2 separate regions of the Mus musculus genome follow, and region 2 is linked to region 1. The links are chromatin contacts, called in public Hi-C maps. All regions are on one chromosome and are shown on one strand. Each heading gives the region's core, a stretch centred on a gene start, on an enhancer-like site or on the middle of the called end of the contact. The rest is flanking DNA. Distances are from core to core; before and after follow the strand shown. Region 1 holds the start of Pgap1 (post-GPI attachment to proteins 1). Region 2 overlaps Ankrd44 (ankyrin repeat domain 44).

Evidence for each region. A called contact is a pair of places that touch in the nucleus more often than the background predicts.
Region 2: a contact with region 1 is called in a Hi-C map of Sertoli cells, with 3 times the contacts expected there. The contact joins the enhancer-like site here to the promoter of Pgap1 in region 1. A contact is called at or near these places in 2 of 39 promoter capture datasets (liver and pre-B cells), 2 of 484 Hi-C or Micro-C datasets (Sertoli cells and bone marrow-derived macrophages) and 3 of 115 datasets of contacts at active chromatin or transcription factors (embryonic hindbrain, forebrain and microglia).

The regions. Positions count from the first base shown.
Region 1 is chr1:54,552,434-54,559,190 of GRCm38.p6, reverse strand. Pgap1 (post-GPI attachment to proteins 1) reads left to right here and starts at 1,507. Exons shown (of 27, transcript NM_001163314.2): 1 at 1,507-1,757. The coding sequence starts at 1,611.
Region 2 is chr1:54,825,257-54,831,591 of GRCm38.p6, reverse strand. It overlaps Ankrd44 (ankyrin repeat domain 44), which reads left to right. Exons shown (of 28, transcript NM_001081433.3): 2 at 2,897-2,980. Among named protein-coding and RNA genes, the nearest start is that of Ankrd44, 98 kb to the left of the region's middle. Within about 2 kb of position 4,786, at least 68 of the 459 cell types and tissues checked have an H3K27ac peak or open chromatin away from gene starts, as enhancers often do. A contact at or near this core is called in Sertoli cells, where this site is marked.

The DNA.
Region 1 (6,757 bases), core at 258-2,757:
ACAAATAACTCCTATACCAAGGGGCACACCACAACATCCAAAACATACATGGTATGCCTTAAATGCTTATTAGCTAACTATTGCCCTGCTACTCAGTATTACCCAGACTTTCCTGGCCCTTCCAAATCTACCTCCATACCTCAAAGCAGCTCACCAGTCCATTTTCCCAGTCCTCTCTTTACAAATAGTCCGTATCTTGTAGCTAGGTGTATTTGCTTAGATATCCAAGTGTTTCTGTCTAGGGTTAAAAAAATTGTTACCCTTTTACCTTTGGATTGTAGCTTCTTGATGTGAATAGCAGGGTTTTGTATAAGATAAACAATTAGCTTCCTTTTCGGTCTTGAAATTCTTTGATTTCATGCATCCTATCCAGCTTTCCTCAAAATATTTGCTAGAAAATTAATCTAATAAAATAAAATTGAGTCAGTGCCAAAGATCATTCTAAGTAAAATTCTGAAGTTAGCAGCACGCACGCACGTGCACACACACACGCACACACACACACACACACACACACACACACAAAACTCATCTGCTGTCTGGTTAGCTTTAAGGGCTGACACCTCATAACATTTCAGCGTTTCGAAGCTGTTACAAGTATTATCAATGGGTTTAATTTGCTTTTTTAAAACCCCTTCCTTTGTGTAAAGACAAATGGAAATTCTTCAAAATGAACTAAGTTATGAGAAAGAGTGGAAGCTTGAGCAAAATTCTCTTCTAACGTCATTGTGGAACCAGTCCCCAGAGACATGGGGGACTTGGAGAGCACCTCAAGTCAGTGCCGACCTGGTCCTGCAGGTACCAACTGGGAACATCATGTTGGTAGGTATTTTTATATTGTTTTTTTTTTTTTTAGACTTCGTCTGATTAAGGCTTCCACCAAGAACAGGATTTCCTTTGACTGTCGTGTGTTTTGTTTCAATGAGCAGGTGTTGTTACTACCTACAGGGCCCAAGTCGGTGGTCTAAGAGGAAGGGGGAAAGCCATTTGTCTCTTCTGGAATCAAGCTAGTTGGTCCTTGAAGCGAAATTGCGGAGGCCCGAGATGGTTCAAAATTGAACAGGATGGGGTTTGAAACTGTTGCAGGGGAAGGTGTGCGTGACAGCCACCTGACACGCCTTTGATGTGCCGCCTCTCTTGGCCAGTTAGCTCTGAATCTCTAACAGTCTCTGGACTCTAGGGCGTTATCCTTGCCCCTGGCCAATTCCTGCGGTACCCACCCGGCCATTCCCTCTCCTGCCTCTGGGATCCCGCGCTCCCATCCCCCTCTCCCTTTCTTCCTCCACTCCCCGTCCCCCCGCCCCTCTCGCCCCCTCCCTTTTCTCTCCATGCCCTCCAGCCCAGCCCACTCCGCTTTCTCATTCCATTTTTTAGGCACACAATCTCGCTCACGCTGCAAACGCCCACAGCCCCCTCCTCCGTGGGCGGCACCGCGGGCCGGCTGCTCGCAGTTGCGCAGGCGCGCTGAGCGGCAGGCGAAGGGGAGGGGGTGCTGGCGGGCTCCGCGCAGGCGCGCGCTGCTCAGCTGGGCACGGCTTGGCACCGGAGTCTTTCCCTCGCTCTGTCTAGGCTGCCGAGCTTCTCCTGGTGTAGAGGCGCTCGTCTGCACCATGTTTCTCCACTCAGTCAACCTCTGGAATCTGGCGTTCTATGTCTTCATGGTGTTTCTGGCGACCCTGGGGCTGTGGGATGTCTTCTTCGGCTTCGAGGAAAACAAGTGCAGCATGAGCTACATGTTCGAGTACCCCGAGTACCAGGTACGGCCCTCCCTTACCTGCGCGCCCACACCTCCCGGGCTTCTCTCGGGCTCAGATGGAACGCTCCGACTCGGAGCTCTCCTGGCACTCGAAGTCTCCTGCTTCGTGCTGGGCAGGGCATCCTCGCCTCCGCGACCCCTCGTCCCCCACCCAGACTCCGGACCCCGACTTCTGACCGCCAGAGAGCCAGCTCTGGTCCCTCTCCCCAATCCTTATACTTCCCGGACCCTCCTTTGCTTGCAAGGAGATGATTTCTCTTCGCGCCCAGTGATGGGCGTGCGTCAGATTTCGCTTTTCTGGAAAGAAGCAGCGTCTTGCAGAGTTGCCAAAGCTGATTTAAAAAAGAGGCTCTGAGGTTTTACCTCTGGGTGAAGTGACAGACTGGCCTGATTAATAATTAAACTGAAAACTATCTAGTTTTCCTCCGGTGGAGAATTTTGCCGATCCACCTGTTCTGTAGGTTTTGAGTCCGTGGGTGTGTGAGTGTGCGTACCTGTGTTTTCGCATGCCTCTGAACAGTCAGTGACCTGCATAATCGATTACGATATCTGTTATAATCGGTTGCATGTACATTCTGGTGTTATTTTGTCTTCTCACTGGGTTTAACAGGATCTGCCTCCTCTTTCATCGCCCCCCCCCACCTCCTCTGTTCTAATTTGAATGCTTTCATTAATTGCTTCATTTGTTCCGCGTAGTAGAATCTAAAATTTCATTCATGACCAGCAGTAGAAAGAGATGATAACAAATTACACAGCTGTCAGGAGAAATTCCCTTTGGTGATATTTTTCTTGAGATTTCTAAATGAATCTAAATTTTGGAATATCTATTATAATAACTCCTATAAAATATGCATAATACATTTTGATAAGGTGCATTCTTAGTATACTTTTAGGATCATAGCAGATTTTTTTTTCTGTCGATAAAGAATGAAAATCAGGATTGAGTCTGTGTACAGGTCCTTATAGAGGGAGCCTGTTTGATGCTCTCTTATTTACATTTAAAAACTGAAGTTTAAGTTGCTGAGGAGCAAGCATCCTTTCCCATGGATATTTTCTAGTAGATGAGTTCCTACCTTGATTTTGCATCAGTGGTTATGAGGGAAAGTGAACACTGCATTTCAGATGCTTTTGGAGATTTTTAACAAGTTAGTGTTAATTCCAAAGCTAATGAACTGATATGATGTTGGCTTATGTTCATTAGAATCTTAATAGTTAAAAATAAGAACTTTAGGGTTTTTTTAAAAACTGAAAATAGAGTTTATTTTAGTTCTCTTTCATTGCCTATGATTTAATAATTTGAAAACTCGGTAATATTGAAGCAGGTCGCTTTAGTGTAGTACTGTATTCAGTGGTTACAATAAAATCATTTTGGAACAATAGTTTCCATTTATTTTTAGATTTCCCACAATTATTTGGTCTGTTTTAATATTTGCAGTAGTAGAAATTGCCTCCATGTTCAGAACAAAGCATATGGATCTCACAGATGGGCCTTGTGCCTCATGAAATTGACTAGAAAGAGAAAATTAGTGTCATTGAGACAAAAGAGCTAGTGGGCTTTTTTTGTCGGTATGTAGTTATTTTGGTACAAATTGCTGTTTTGGAGTTTGACACTTAATAATTTGTGTGCACAGTAATAATCATAGTGGTGGAAGTTTTAGTACACATTTTTAGCAGACTTTGAATGAATTATGTTATTTTACAAACAGAATTAAGGCCTACCTATAGAAATGAGCCCTTTTGAATAAATATTGAGATTTTTAAGAGCCAAGTGGCTTTCTTATGAGTAAAGCTGTACTAAAGATAGCTTATCTCTTGCCTTCTAGATTAGCATTTCTGAAGCTTTCTAATTGTTTGCAGGTTGGTGTCCAGCAGGTGGCATGACCTCCTCTTGATATCTCATCCTTCTTGAGGCCTTTTTCTTTTCTCTTTTTAAAAGTTGCTTATTTGGGAATGCCAGGGCCAGGAAAAAGCAGGGAGTGAATGGGTTGGTGAGCAGGGATGGGGGAAGGGGATAGGGGGTTTTCGCAGGGGAAGCCAGGGGATAACATTTGAAATGTAAATAAAGAAAATATCTAATTTAAAAAAAAGTTGCTTATTTGTGCCTTTCTTAGCTAGTCAGCAAAAAAAGATAAACATCCTCTTTTTTTTTTTAAAGTGACAGGAATTTGAAGCTCTTTGCAAAAATGAAATTTTGAATTTAAAATGGCTTATTATCTCTATTCATCCTTTGCCTGTAGTTTCTTGGATGCACTTATGTGGAGTTAACTTTATTTGATGGCTCTTCAGTCTACCATATCGTTTATAGCTTCTTGCTCTATGATGCCAGTAGGGCCAAACGGTTGTTCAGCTGCACATAAATTGTAAAATTTGAGCAGAAACACCTAAGTTGTTTTCTCTCATGCGCTCATTTGGGTCTGTTCATGTGTGTGACCTAATGCTTGCTCTCTGAAAGGAGATGTTGATGCTGCAAATATAAACCATACTTTATCATAAAGCATGCTGATGTTTATTTAGACAGTCACTTACTGAATGACTAGGTCTATTTGGCATGAGAGGATGTTAGTGATAAAAGGCCCCTAGGCCTTTAGTATATATATTTTAACAAGAAGAGAGACAAAGATATAAAAATCAATTATAATGTAGCAAGAGACTGTGTACAAGGCTCTTCAGAGAAGAAAGAATATGCAAGTCTGTCCTGGCTCAGAGGTAAAGAGCACTTGCTGCTCTTGCATGGAGCCTGGGTTCAGTTTCCAGCACCTAACTGGTGGTTTACAACCACTCTTAACTCCAGTTCCAACCAGACACCCTCTCTTCTGGCTCCACAGGCAAAATACAAAAAATAAAAAATATAACATTTGAGATGCAAACGAATGGAATGATTAATAATAAAACCCCGCTGACGTGAGGGATCAGGAGAGCTGAGCACGGGCATGCAAGTCCTTTGGCTAGCACATATGAAGGAGGGAAGATGCTGGGGCATGCTGTCTGATCAGCTTTTATAACATATTACTATTGATAAGGAGGAAATAATCTATAAATGTATCAGCCTGTGTACATCCAAATTATACTTGGCAGCACATATAAGGTGGTTAACATCCGTTGTCATCTGGATGGGGAACTGACCAGCTCTGGACCATGGTAAGAGACCTTCTTTTCAATTCCTGTCCTTATGAAGTTGAAAAAAATTTAAATACATTAAACACAAAATTTAAAACATGGCATTTGTAAATTATAAGAGTGAGGTAGATTTTGGAATCAAAATTTAAAAGCTACCCTCTCTAAAGTCTATTTAATTTATGTATACAGTATGGAAATACATGAGGATGTGTTTAGCTAGATGGTTTGGTAGCAGCATGAACTGGATTGTAGCAGAGGATTTATGACAAGAAGAAAGGCCTGTCTGATAGGTTAAATTATGTCTAGGTGGGTTTTTCCTGTTTTAACCAAGCAGGAGTCCTTAGGCCTACTCTTGGGAGTAGCCTCAGTCAAGGGCTGAGAGCTCCTACTAAGAACTTTAAAATGTCTGCATTTATTTGATAATTTTGTTTTCTTTTTGTTAAACCATAGATAGCAAACTTTCATAGTTTTCATTTACAAGAGAAAGATATATGTTATATATACACACGCACGCAAGAACACACACACACACACACACACACACACACACACAGACATCACAAAATAAGACCTTTGCTTTCTTAAGTCAGTGTTCTCTAGCAGATGAGGGGGTTGTTAGAACGCTTGTCTTTTGGGAAAGGTGTATACTGACAATGAGAGCAGCCTCTTCTGAGTTGCAGTCAAGGCAGTACGGACTGCAGAGTTGCCTCATGGGAGTACTAGTTAATGCAGAGGTCACTGTCGCGGAATGTCTTTTTTAGGAGAGAGTTTGCTTAAATTGTCCATATGAAGTAATTTGTATTGGAGCCCTACAGCTATGCTTCTTCAATTATGCACCTTTCTTCTCAGCATAGCATCCCTTCTGTGCGCCCACCAGTTGCCTCTCCTATTGTCTTGTTCTAGATCTTGTGTTCTGCCTGGAGGTGTCATTTGCCTGCATTTCTTACCATTCATGTTTCCTCTTCTCTTCTCCTTTCCCCTCCCCTCCTTGACTCGCCATCTCCCTTACCTTTCCCCCACCTGTTTATTTTTAGAATATGTGTATATTGTTAATTTTTAAATGATATAAATATTTTACAATGAAATTGCCCATAAGATAGCATGTTATAAAATATGTCAAATATGTTGTTTTGCCTACTTTTTATCTTCAGAGAAATGTGTGTGTGTGTATGTATGTGTGTATGTTTTGTTTTTGTTTTTCAAGACAGGGTTTCTCTGTGTGTTGGCAGTGAACTCAAGAGAGATCTGCCTGCCTCTGCCTCCCAAGTGCTGGGATTAAAGGCTTGCGCCACCACCACCTGGTCTTCTTAGACATTTTTGATAATTTCTAGTTTTCTGGATTAATGTTCAATTTAGCTTAAACTTATCTACTAAACTAAAAACTATGTGTGCACCATTGCATCAAATTATGTTCTTATTTGGGAGCAGTTAAGGAATTACTTCTTTATTTTATATTCTTGCTTGAACTCCAATAAATAAACTGTTGCATCATTCTCACGTTTGTTTGCACATTGCATAATCATTATTGGGACTAATTTGACTTGAAATGCTAGCGTGCTTATAAAGCAAATGGTAGAGTTGGATTTTCTGTATTTGGTATGTTGGAGAAGATAATTTAAAGTGCTAGCCTATTAAGTAATAAGCATATTGTCCTGTAGATGCTTCTGTGATATAGTTGGCCTGGATTATGTTAATATCTTCAAGGGAATATTCTAGAATCTACGCAAACGATTAGAATTCTCCTTTGAGCAGTAAGTTTTTCCAGCAATATTAATAACATTTAGAGTTTTTGAAATTCATACAGTAAATTTTTTCATCAAGTATATGCATGTATTACATTTCTAGATTATTGATATCACTTTCAGTTTTTGATTTAGTACAGTG
Region 2 (6,335 bases), core at 3,537-6,036, 270 kb before region 1:
ATGAATAGGTGGCAGAGGTAACCCTCCAGTACTGATGGAGAAAAGATTGTAATTAGAATAATCGTGCAGGTAAATGTTTACCCGAGGTTGAATTCCCAAAGAACAGAATTCCCTGAGTATTTTCTGACTGTGTTCTCCGTGGGAGAGAGAGTGAAGGAGAGAAAGGAAGAGAGAGGCCCCTAAGTCTATAAAAGAGCACGACTTCCCGGAGAGTCACTGCAAACATGCAGTCTTTTTTTTTTTTTTCTCCTTTTACTAGGTATTTAGCTCATTTACATTTCCAATGCTATACCAAAAGTCCCCCATACCCACCCACCCCCACTCCCCTACCCACCCACTCCCCCTTTTTGGCCCTGGCGTTCCCCTGTACTGGGGCATACAAAGTTTGCGTGTCCAATGGGCCTCTCTTTCCAGTGATGGCCGACTAGGCCATCTTTTGATACATATGCAGCTAGAGTCAAGAGCTCCAGGGTACTGGTTAGTTCATAATGTTGTTCCACCTATAGGGTTGCAGATCCCTTTAGCTCCTTGGGTTCTTTCTCTAGCTCCTCCATTGGGAGCCCTGTGATCCATCCATTAGCTGACTGTGAGCATCCACTTCTGTGTTTGCTAGGCCCCGGCACAGTCTTTATGCAAGCAAAGTGTCTGTTTGTGAAGTTCTGCTCTGGAGCCGGTTACACTTGGGTTCACAGGTGTGAAGACAGTGGGGACAGCTAGACAGCATAATGGAGAAGACAGGTCTGTCTGGCATGGGCTGTGGAGAACAGGCGTGTTTACAGGGAGTGGGAGGTATCTATAAGTGATTTAACACGTGTCTCTATGCATACATGTCAAAGCATAGATGAGGATGTGCACAGTGCATGTATGTACGGTCGTGGGTGTGTGGATGCATATATATGTGATGGTAGCATCGGAAGACACTCAAAAGTTCAGCTTCCTCCCATGGAAGCCAGGGAATCTGCGTCTGACCATGTGGTATGGGAAGCAGCTCTGAGCAGAGCTAGGCCCGGGGCCTTTGGGAAGCTAGATACACCTCCATGTGCTTAGAAACCACTCTGGCACCCTTCCCTGGCAGCTGTGTCAGGGAGCCTCTCCTTGGGGACATTCCAGCCATTGCTTGGGAGGTTTGCCTCGCCTGAGGAGACTGAGGACTTAATGCGTCCTACAGAGTGTCTGCATTCCTTGTGCTCATGAGAGAGGCCCTGTGCGGATCACTGTGTTCTTGTTCAGTGACTGACCATTGGCTCGGTGATGCCTGGGCTGGCCTCACACCTCAGACTCTGAGTCTGTCAGCTGTCATACGACCTCTGTTCCTCTGTTGATTTAACACTACAGTCTGCCAGACTCTGACTCTGTCTCTACATGTTGCCTTATGGCTGTTGGTTTTTTTTTTTTTTTCTCCACCAAGGTTCATTTAGGCAGAAACTCACCCAACACCATTTTGCTAAAAGCTCAGCAGACAGAACAGTGTGAAAAGATTGGCGTGGTTCTGCTGGGGACTTGGTTAGCAGGCATGGGGAGGATCTCTTTGTAGAGCCACTTGAGGTTAGTGTTTGCTTCTAGCTCCAAAGAGTTAGGTGTTGACTTATTCGATTCCACACTCACAGTCCCATTCTCTAGATAAACGTAATCAGGATTCTCAGGAAAGAGACGTAGGGATCTTATGTGAATAAGCAGCTCGGATGATTCTTATGCTGAGTCAAACTTGGGGCACTGCCATCATCCAGCTGTCTGTTAGGACTAAGACATTTACAGAAGTTGTAAGCAAATACATATATGTAGTTGCCAAGATTTGAAATTTAGGGGGAAAAGAGGCCAAATATTCCATATTGATAGCATTAACCATTTTTTTAATGAAAACATTATTTGAGTAGAGTTGAATGGTCACATAAAAATTTCTCACTATGCCATTTGGCCCTATTAATCACCATCTTATGAGGGGCGTGGCCAGCGATGGCCATGCTTAGACTCAGATTCCATCAGGGAAGTGAAAATGGTGGAGTTGGCTGTGAAGAAGATCTTTTACCATGTGGGGCAAGTCAAGCGTCAGCCCCTGAACCCAGCACGTTCCCACAGTTATCACTCACCCCAGTGATGGTTTCTGGCAGGTTCTCTGCACATCCACTCCGTGCATACCTTCTCTTTAGGATGGGCTGCCCTTCTGTCTCCATCTAGAAACCCACACTCGGTCATTGAGGTGCCTTCCTTCCTCTTATCCCACAGAGCTCACTGTCCTTGCAGTTGGGTCACACTTTATAGTTCCTTCTTCTATATAATGGATTCTTCTCTGCTCTTCCAAACCCCCATTCTCTAGCCCTTGTTATATCTTATTTTAAACTAGTAGTTATATAATCATTGTAAGACAGCCAGTGCCCACTGGCTAAAGCTATGGAAGTATTTGGGAACAACTGCAAGGTGTTTTGAAGATTGATCCACAAGTGTTTAGGTCATAATATCCTCCACAAAGGGCTTGTCTTGGATGTGAGGGCAATCTCTATCCCTCCCATAGCTGTACATTTGTTTGAAAGAAGATGCCCTTCCCTGAGTAGAGGACCAGTCTTTTGTCAAGGTACAGAGCATCTGTGATCCTCTGCTAGAACCTTCCAACAGCCCGCAAAGGCATAGTCTTCAGTGACTTCAACATCTGAATTGGCAGTGACAAGGGTTAGTCCTTAATAGGGTCTGAATATAGAGACCTGTGTTTGGTCATATTCTTGACAAGGTCTTTAAGGTCTCAGATACTTTGTGCGTGTAGGTGGAGTCTTATTTATTTCTGCCTGCTCATTGATAATTCTTAATAAACTTAGAGGGAACAAATATCCTTGTTGCTGTCTGCATGCAAACGCAGGTATGTATATTAGTTATAGTCCTAATACTCAGTTTCTTGGTTTTGCAGCCACCACTGGTCCAGGCAATCTTCAGTGGCGACCCAGAGGAGATTCGCATGCTCATCCATAAGACTGAAGACGTAAACGCACTGGTGAGAGACTGTGGTTGTTGTATGGGTCCTCCTGTGGGGCAAGCAAGGCCTCTTGACATTTTCTGTGCTGTGAACCCCTGTAGAAAATTGTGAGAGCTCAGGGCTGCTTTTTAGACTATTGTTTCAAAAAAAAAAAAAACAAAACCCATGGAGTGAAACTCTAGGGTTAGACTAAATCAATTATGTTGAAATATAGTTGTAAAAAAAATTTAAAGATCAAGGGACTGAAGATGTCACTCCAGGGGAGAGTGCTTACCTAGCACGCAAAAGGCCTGTGTTAGACCCCCCAACACTGCAAAACAGAGAAAAAAAAATCAAATTTAGGATGCAGTAATCTGTATGCTTATCAAAATTGACCTTATTCTAATCAACTCATAAATTAAAACATCACACAGTGTTTCAAGGCCCCAAACTCTATCTCAGTGAGTGTTTATACAGTTGCAGTGACCGTCTTGAGGCCATGGAGTTTCATTTAGGGTCTTATGCTTTCCCTGTCAATCACACTCATTCATCACAGGAAAAGCAGAAACTATGAGTTGAAACCAGAAGGGGGAAACCCCTACTTTATATCCTGTCTATGACCCATTAAGATACAGCGACGCATCTGGCAGCGAGCATTGCGTTTTGAATGACCTGCCACTACCTCTTGCATAGCTGTGATGTCTCCTGGTGACAGTGTCACACCGACTGCCACTACTCCCGTGGTTTGCTCTGTATATCCACAAAGGAAGGATGCCGGCCCCTATTAAGAAGGCAATGATAGTGAAGCTATACCATTTTTCTTTCTTGATGTAATGTACCTTGGCTCTGGTGAAATTTGGCAACCTGGGCCTGTGGACCACCAGATATGAAAACTTTTTGTTTTTTTCCCAGTGATTGAAGAAAGATGAGGAGAATAGCATTTTTAGACATGCATGGTTGCTAGGAAGTTGAAACAAGTGTCCAGCGGCAGTTTTGTTGGAGTGTGGCTGTCCATCTTGCACACATTGTCTCTGCTGCTCTCACACTGCCTTGCTGAGCCCGGGGTCTGGACTGAGCCAGGGCCACTCAAACCCTGCCCTTTGTAGGAAAAGTCTGCTGGTTCTTGCCCTAGGGAGTCCATGACCCTGGGATGAACCATTGAACTCTCTGCAGCTCTTACTCCCGTGCTCTTTGAAGTTGTTGAAACCTTGTGTGTGCTTCAGCATCTTGCATATTTTGCTGAGAAAAGGGTCAAGGTATTTCACTGAATTCCTAAAAGGACCTATGGCACATCTATCAAAAGATCTACACATAGACTGTATCTGGGACATTTCCAAACAGATCAGTCACTTGCACCAAAGGGCACAAGCATTGGCCAAGAAGTGACCCTTTTGATAGTTTCTTAGAGTCAGGCTGAACAAGCGATTAGGTGCAGGGTGTGCTGCTAATTCACTTAACACAATCTGATTATCAAAGTCCTCAGGTCCCTTAGGGAGAAGAGTCCTCTTTACAGTTTAGTGTTCAGTAGAAAAGACAGGGCGAGTCGTCCATCTTCAGTGTAAGCAGATCTTTTCCCTGGGGTGATAACCTGCCTTTGAGGAGGTATCTCTCTCAGGTCTGCTGGCGGGCGGCTCCCTTCCAAGACAGGTCCTTTGGAGCAGCCTTTGTCTGAGGCTGTCCAGATTGGTGTGGCTTTCTCAAAAGCCTTTTGGCAGCTTCTCCTCAGCTGGCAGTAAGAACAACAGGGCAATGTTTTGAGATGTGTTTTTGCAAGGTAAGCCAGGATGAAGTCAGGGACAGAGGCCTTGCAGAGGCAGCTGGGCACTGGTCCAGGACCTGTGGGGTGGAGGCTATGAAGCAAGTTCACTGTCAAGAGCTTTGACATCACAGGAATTTGCCTAGACTATTTGGTGGCTGTGGGCCAAGCCCTGGCAAGCCTAAGGCAAGGTTACTATCTTTTCCTAATAGTTACAAACAAACAGAACTTTTAATCATCTACATCTCGGGAAATTGTACTGACCTTTGAATGACCTTTCTTTCTTTTTGGAAAAGTAACAACCCGTTGCTGATTGGCTACCTAGGCTTAGCTCTGTAACACATAGATGACTAATGAATGTTTGAAATCCGGAGCTTAGTTCTCTCAGCAACACATGGGAAGAGTGTCCCCTTTTTACGTGGGGTCTGAGGTATGAATGTGAGGTTTTCTAAGGTCACTGTGAGGGTCATCTTCAGTCTGGCTGAAGAAAGAACAATAAACCTAGAGGGGAAGCATGGGAAGGTTTTCCTGGGTCAGTGTGGAGTGTGTATATCCCTTCTGCTCATCCTCCATTTTGGTGACCTGTCATATAGCCACACCTAACTCTGGGGGAGGGGCTATCACTGTGCTACTGCGCCCCTGAAAAGTCAGCACAATCAACTTTGATCTTACAAGCTTCCAGGGAGTTAAAGTGATTCCACTAAGTTGTGTTTTGGCCATCTTTTTCACACTTCAGTTATTTACTGTGTCGCAACTCTGTGCTAAGCATGAGAGACACAGCAGTGGCAAGACAGTGGGCTCCACTGTGGAGCTCACAAAGTGAAATCAAGAAATGAGAAGTCACTTTCCAGGGTTTGCTGGAGGCCAGTCTGCAGGGTCTGAACTGTGATAATAAGCACGGGAGGCTAAGGGAGGTGAAGGGAGGAGTCACCCTGTATCTGCAGGGGATATGCAGCAGAAAAGGCAGCGAAGGAGGACTTGAAGTTGCTGATGACTGAGTATATCAGTAGAGAGACCAGGCCCGAGGTACTCAGTGGGATCTTTCACATTTTGGAGGCTCATTGCTCTTTTTGTTCCACCCACAGCTCCCAAGACTCCCTTCCTCCCCGACTCCCCCTGCCATGTGTGTAAAGGAGATCTTGAATCCCACTCTCACAGGCCTGTAGGCTGTGTTGAACCAATCTCTCACTGCCAATGTAGGTCATTTGGAGCAAGGCTCCTTAATCATTTTCCACGTGACACACACTCTGTGCAAGACATTTTTTTTATGTAACCTTGGGTATAAAGGCATATAAAATAGGTTTGATAAAAACCAAACATTTATTGGCAATAAATTTCTTTTAAAACAACTCCTTTTTGGTATACATTTACTTTTATTGCTTATTAAAGATTAAGGCCAATTTGTATATTAATGAGATCGATATACTTCTAAAACGTTTCAATTTTGCATTAGATATGTGTGTGTCTGTGTGGGTAGGTACATGTGTGTGCAGGTGTGTGCCCACAGAGGCATTGGGTTCTTCGTAGCTACATCTGCAGCTGACTGTGTGTCAGTCAATCAAGGTGGCTGCTAGGAATGGACCATGGGCCCTCTGCAAGAGCAGTGAATGCTTTAACCTCTAAGGCATCTATCCAGCC